2 separate regions of the Sus scrofa genome follow, and region 1 is linked to region 2. A link is a contact called in public HiChIP or PLAC-seq data. All regions are on one chromosome and are shown on one strand. The core of a region is the stretch at or near the end of the contact, and the rest is flanking DNA. Distances in the headings are between cores, read along the strand shown. Region 1 holds the start of CASC4 (protein CASC4). Region 2 holds the start of CTDSPL2 (CTD small phosphatase-like protein 2).

Region 1 (2,843 bases), core at 69-2,568, 110 kb after region 2:
TTTTAGATTCTATCTTTTTGGCTAATTCATTAAGAATTCAAATTGTGTAGATAATTTTTGATTAAATATGTCCAAGTCACAAGTATGGCTCATATATGGTTCCAGAACCCATCCATCAGAACATTATCGTCACAAAAAAAGGCAGTAATAGCTGATCTTTAACTGCTTAATACAGAGCCCTATAGAGATAGTCGAAAAATATATGGTGACCATATATTTAAGTAATAATAAGTAGTTAGAGGAGGCCCCATTCTTTAAATAAAGAAATTGATAATGATCGGTGTGCACGGAATAAAAGATAAGGCAATAATACACCAAACCTAGCATTCTCCAGATCTGTCCATCTGTAAACGTAAGGCGGCCGGCCACATAGGCCAAATGTTTACAACTGCCAGCTCAGCAGCTGAGCTTGGAGAAAAGGCGGCATCCACACACAGGCCACTCTTGAGAACCAGAACTTAGAGCTAGTTTCGTCTGGAAGGGACCGGAAAATGTGGTGGTGATAAACTGGCTAAGGTCTAACAGAAATAGGGTTGTTAGCGGTAAGGGTAGCCTCCGAGGCTGCAATTCTGGAAGGCATAAGGCAACCGGGATCAGGCTAAACAACCCCACCACGAAGCTGAAAAAAATATATATATGGGAATTGAGGGGAGAGGACTGGTCCTTACCTTGTCATCCTCGCATCTTTTCCCGAGGCCCTCCCTGGCCTGCAGCCGGCTGCTGAGGCGGCCGTAGTCGGCCTCTTTCTGGTCAATCTGTTTCTTGTGCGAGTCCACCAAGAGCAGGAGGTCCGAATTGCGCTTCTCCAGGCGCCCGCGGGCTACCTCTGTGCGCTGGACCTGGCCCTGCAGCTCGGCCACTTCCTCCTGAAGCAGGACGTGGCGGGAGGAGATGCTCCAGTAGTTGAAGGCGAGGACAGCGATCACGACCAGCAGGACCACCAACACGAAGGAGGGCAGGCGGCCCGCCCGCCGGTTGGCCCCGAAACCGACCATGGAGCCGAAGCAGGCTGTGCCCGGGAGCCTCAGCGCCAACACCTGCAGGCAGAAGCTCAGGCCGCGGCTGCCGAGTTGCCTGGGGGACGCAGCCCCAGGGCCAGCTGAAGGAGGAGGCGGGCGGAATCGTCCGCCTGTAAGCCGGAGAAGGGGGCGGGGCCGCAAGCCGCTGGACCCTCCCCGCCCCCTCTCCTCAAATCCGGCCGACGCGCTTTCCCGAGGCTTTGAATTAGATTCTGCAACAGCTGGGCGGAACCGGAGAAGCAAGCCGCTGGCACCCGAGGTCCAACACCTCAGGGTTAGGAGGCGGGGAAAAGAGCCGGAAGGGGGTGGATTTAACTCGGGCCCCGCCCATTGTCTGAGTCCGGGTCGCCAAGGGGGCCATTTCCTAGTTTCCGCCAACACCCCCTCTTCTCGCGAGAAAGTGGGCTGCTCTCGATCTTCGCAGTCTTATCTCGCGAGGGTTATCCCTGTCAGGAAGAGTGTTGTATTTATTTTGGCGACTTGGGTTAGCTCGTGTACCTGAATCGGATCCCCTTCAGCTTTTACCTGCTCAATTCCCTTGCCCCGGGGTCTAGGAATGCCTATCCTGCTCTGTCCCTCGTGAGAGTTTTTTGTTTTTGAGGACATCTGAGGCAGCGACCGCTATGTAGGGAACACATAGGTGAGCTGCGGGCAGAAAGGGCGACTGGAAAGATTTTGTACTTGCTTCAGTAGATTTTCTCGCTTGTGCTAACAATGTGGAGGAAAAAATAACAACTAAAAAAAAAAATGCCATAAAATAGCGGTGCCCCGAACATTAAGGAGAAAAGCCAGAGAAACTAAGCTTTAGGACTAAAAGAGGGTGGTTCCAGCCCGCTTTCCAAGGTTACTGCCTCCACCAAGGGAAAGAATTCCAGAATTGTGTGAGCCCCTGTTCTTAAACTCACTGCTGCTTTTGCCTGGAGCTGGGCTTCCAAGTAGAAAGTCCAAAAGCTGCCCACAATGAATGATAACTTAACGCTGATACTGACAGCAAGCACGTTTTGGAGTTGATGTGATAGCTGTCTTACAAATTGTTTTTGCATGCTTAATCTCTTTATCTCTCAACAACACAGTTTTACAGATGAGGAATCCAACACACAAAAATATACCAGAAACTTTCTCAAAGTGCCATATCTTGTTTGAGACAAAACCAGTCTTGAGTCTGGTCACTGGTCTCTAACATCATTGCTGTTTGCATTACACCAGGCTGACTGCTGCTATATGTTCGCCATTAATTACAGTGATGCAGAAAAAGTAACCTCTTTTGCATATTTCTTGCATAAAAGTTTTAAAAGTTATTGATGCTATCCTGTTTAAGGAGAAAATGGAGTCCCTTTATTTTTCAGACCTCAGGATCAAGAACTTCCATAAGCATAAAACCCCCCAAACACAAAAACTTTGGTATTTTCATTTGAATCAGAGTGGTATGATGTTGAGGCAGGAAGATTTGTCATCTTTGAATAATTAGTATTCCCGTCCATTTCAAAAATAAAGTTACTTGCCTAATAGTCCTAGGGTAGCCTGGAAGAATTATTGCACCTTCAAAGAATGATGATTTCTCTCTCAGAGATACAGAAAAACACCACCAACATTATTAATATTTACTTCACATCAAACTTGAGCCCTTTGCTCTGGCATAAGATCTAAGAAATCTCAAGTCTCAAAAGACAAGCAGACTTTGGCAAAAAGGAGCAAGGCAAAAATGGGAAAACCCTGACTGTAATGGATCCACCTGTTCTTTCCTCAACTTCATAAGGAAGTTGGCCTTGCTTTGCTTAGCCAGCAGTTAAAAATTAACCTATAAAATGATGTTAACTGCTTAAG
Region 2 (2,831 bases), core at 254-2,753:
CTGAAAATTACGAAGCTAAGTATCTTTTAAGCTACCAATTTGTATATCTACGTTGGGCAATAATCTTGGTATTACTGCTTTATTAGCATTAGAGAGATAAATCCCTGCCTTGGAGGAACATCTACTAAGTACATGTCATTTCAGAATCTTAGTGCAGTTTACGGGCAGTGTCTCTGTAGGTTTCCCTAAGGTACTCTTAAGGGCTTACCATCATTCAAACATCCAGCTACCGCTAGGGTGAGAAGTAAATAAACACAATTTACTTATGCAATATATTTACCCCGGAATTATAGTCAAGAATGCAAAAGTAAGCACCCATACAGGCATTTAACACCCAAAGAAAGCGTAGAATACTACGGACGATGAGATTCACCCTTAATCGACCACTATAGAAACCAGAGGCCTTCCACATGAGCTGTTCTTTACCAGCACTCTTGATTGAAAAAGTAACAATGTCAACTCAATATTTTAACAGCACAAAAGACAAACAGAACTCAGTGAAATCTTTTCTTCCAGATCCTTAAAAGGTGCTTATAAAAACTAAGAGAGAGCAACGCCCCCCTAAAAACACCTTACTAGAAAAAAAGAAATACCCAAAACATCAGGTGGGTCAGGGTTAGAAAAGCTGATCTAACCCAATTACCCGGAGGGACCACAAGGTTTGGAACTAGGGACGTGAGATCGGGGTGGGGGTGGGTAGGAAAGTGAAATCTAACCCCAGAAATCACAACACAGGCCGCAGCCTGAGAGCTGAAGCTGGCGGGAAGTGAGCTCTCTTTCTGTTCCCAGGGGAAAGTCCAGAGAAGAGAGGCTCCACACAGCGGACGTACGAGGCGCCAACAGTGCCTGCCTACTAAGGCGCCGGAGCCGCTGGAGAACCAGGTTGAGAAGGGGAGGAGATCCCGGCAGACGGCCCTGGGAAGAGGAGGAGGACTAAGGTTGGAAGCCGCGGCAGCGTCTGGACGAGGGGAATTACCTAACTGTGACGACAGAGAAGTGTCCTCAGGCTCCGGCGATGGTCCCGACTGCGCAATGTGCGGTGTCTTTCCCCCTTAGCCCGCAGCAGCAACAGAACCAGCTCCTTCAGCCAGTCGCCATTTCCCGCCTACCGACCTGCTGCACCGCACGGACAGGGACCCGGATGGAAAGCGGCCTCTCCGCGCAGGCGCCTTGACTTCCTCCTCCCCCTCCCGCCACAATTCCGAGAGGTGGGAGGGAAGGAATGCAGGCAGCCACGGCGTAGCGGGCGGGGGGAGCCAAAAAAACAACTTTACTTCCGTGAAGAGCGTTAGAGTTCCCGCCGGCGGAAGAAACTCGCGATCCCGAATTCCTGACAAAAACTGAACAAAGGACCTTGGTACCAAGTGGAGTAACAAGGAAAAAATCTAGCAGGCTACGCCAGTGCCTGGGGGATGTTTGTACTTTAGGGGCCTCCGTAGCTGGTTGTGGAGTGGTCGCAGGGGGAGTAGGGAATAAAGCGTTGGGAGTGGAGAGGCGGGGACCCGAAAGACGGTTTTTCCTCCCACTGCTAACGGAACTGCTTAGGCAGAGCGGGGAGGGGGTGCGCGCCCTAGCCCTGGAGGCGGGGCTTACGAACGCTGAGCGCAACCTGGCTGCTAGGGTTTAGTAACCCGGGTGCGCCAGGTGGGTGGAGCCGAGTGAGAAGGGGTGGTACTTAACGGCTTGGCGCGCTGGAGGAGGAGGTGGTGTGTAGAGAGCAATGCCCGAGGCCAGGTTAAGGCGAATTCTTGGTCTGTCCTGGCGTCCCGGTGGCACCTGAAGAGCCTTTTTCCAGCTCACTGCCTAGAAGGCACAGCAGTTGCTGTGGGTTGTATAAACCTACGCCACGCGTGTTGGCTGTGGTTGTGCTAAGTTAGATCGTAAAAACGAAGGAATTCATACCTGCAGGCCTGGGTCAAAGGACAGCCAACCTCACGCGGTGAAAATGAATCAGTCCCGAGCGTCCAGTGCTAGTGGAATGACAGAAAAGCAAGCATGGTGATTGGGAGAGCATTATCTATTAAAACTCCAGGCCACTCTCGTTATCCAATCAAGAAATATTTATTGAAAAACCACAATGTCTGAGGACCATACTAGATGAGAGGAATGTAACAGTGAACAAGGCAGACGGAAATACTGACTTCCCAGAGTCTGCAAATTGTTGAAGAAGGCAAAAAAACAATTTAAATACCGTGTGATAAAATGATTACAAGAAGGGGTTCTTCACACGCATTGAAAAAGCGCAAGGAAGGGTACCAGTGAGGAGGTCTGGAAACGTTTTAATGAAATGACATGTAAGTGAGATAGGAAGAGTTGATGTTACAAAGGAAGAGTTGATGTTACAAAGGAAGAGTTGATGTTACAAAGGAAGAGTGTCTAGACAAGGAAAAACGAGATGGAAAAGTCCAAAGAGGAGATTGCGTTGAGCATTTGGGGAAGTTGTTCTGTTCTTGGGATGGTGGAAAGAGATGAGGCTGAGGTAAGGACAGAACCTTGTGAATCTGGTTGTTGATGTTTCAAAGTGTGGAGCAGATGAGTTGTCTTCTGAAAGCCTTATATACTACAGATCTTGTGAGAACTCAGAATTCACTTGAGTCCTAAATCTTCCTGGTACAAGAATGCTCTGAATACAACATTTCTTGAGAGGCAGTAGTATACAGTATGTAAAACTGGAAATAGTTCACAAAATAATAGATTTCAGAAAAACTAATTGAAAATCAGAAGATAACTACTGATTGTCCAGTGTGTATCATGGAAAGCAAAAGCATATTAAATAATTACCCCCGATTACTGAAATAATTATTAAATGATTACTACAAGGAGTTGAAAAC

What was found. HiChIP or PLAC-seq counts read pairs in DNA pulled down with a chosen protein or histone mark.
Region 1: a contact with region 2 is called in an H3K27ac HiChIP or PLAC-seq map of alveolar macrophages. The contact joins the promoter of CASC4 here to the promoter of CTDSPL2 in region 2. A contact is called at or near these places in 2 of 5 promoter capture datasets (fetal liver and liver), 7 of 47 Hi-C or Micro-C datasets (alveolar macrophages, heart right ventricle, liver and 1 more) and 2 of 2 datasets of contacts at active chromatin or transcription factors (alveolar macrophages and skeletal muscle).

What each region holds. Positions count from the first base shown.
Region 1 is chr1:127,237,170-127,240,012 of Sscrofa11.1, forward strand. CASC4 (protein CASC4) reads right to left here and starts at 1,319. Exons shown (of 10, transcript XM_021096541.1): 1 at 669-1,319. The coding sequence starts at 995.
Region 2 is chr1:127,124,244-127,127,074 of Sscrofa11.1, forward strand. CTDSPL2 (CTD small phosphatase-like protein 2) reads right to left here and starts at 1,504. Exons shown (of 13, transcript XM_021096524.1): 1 at 977-1,504.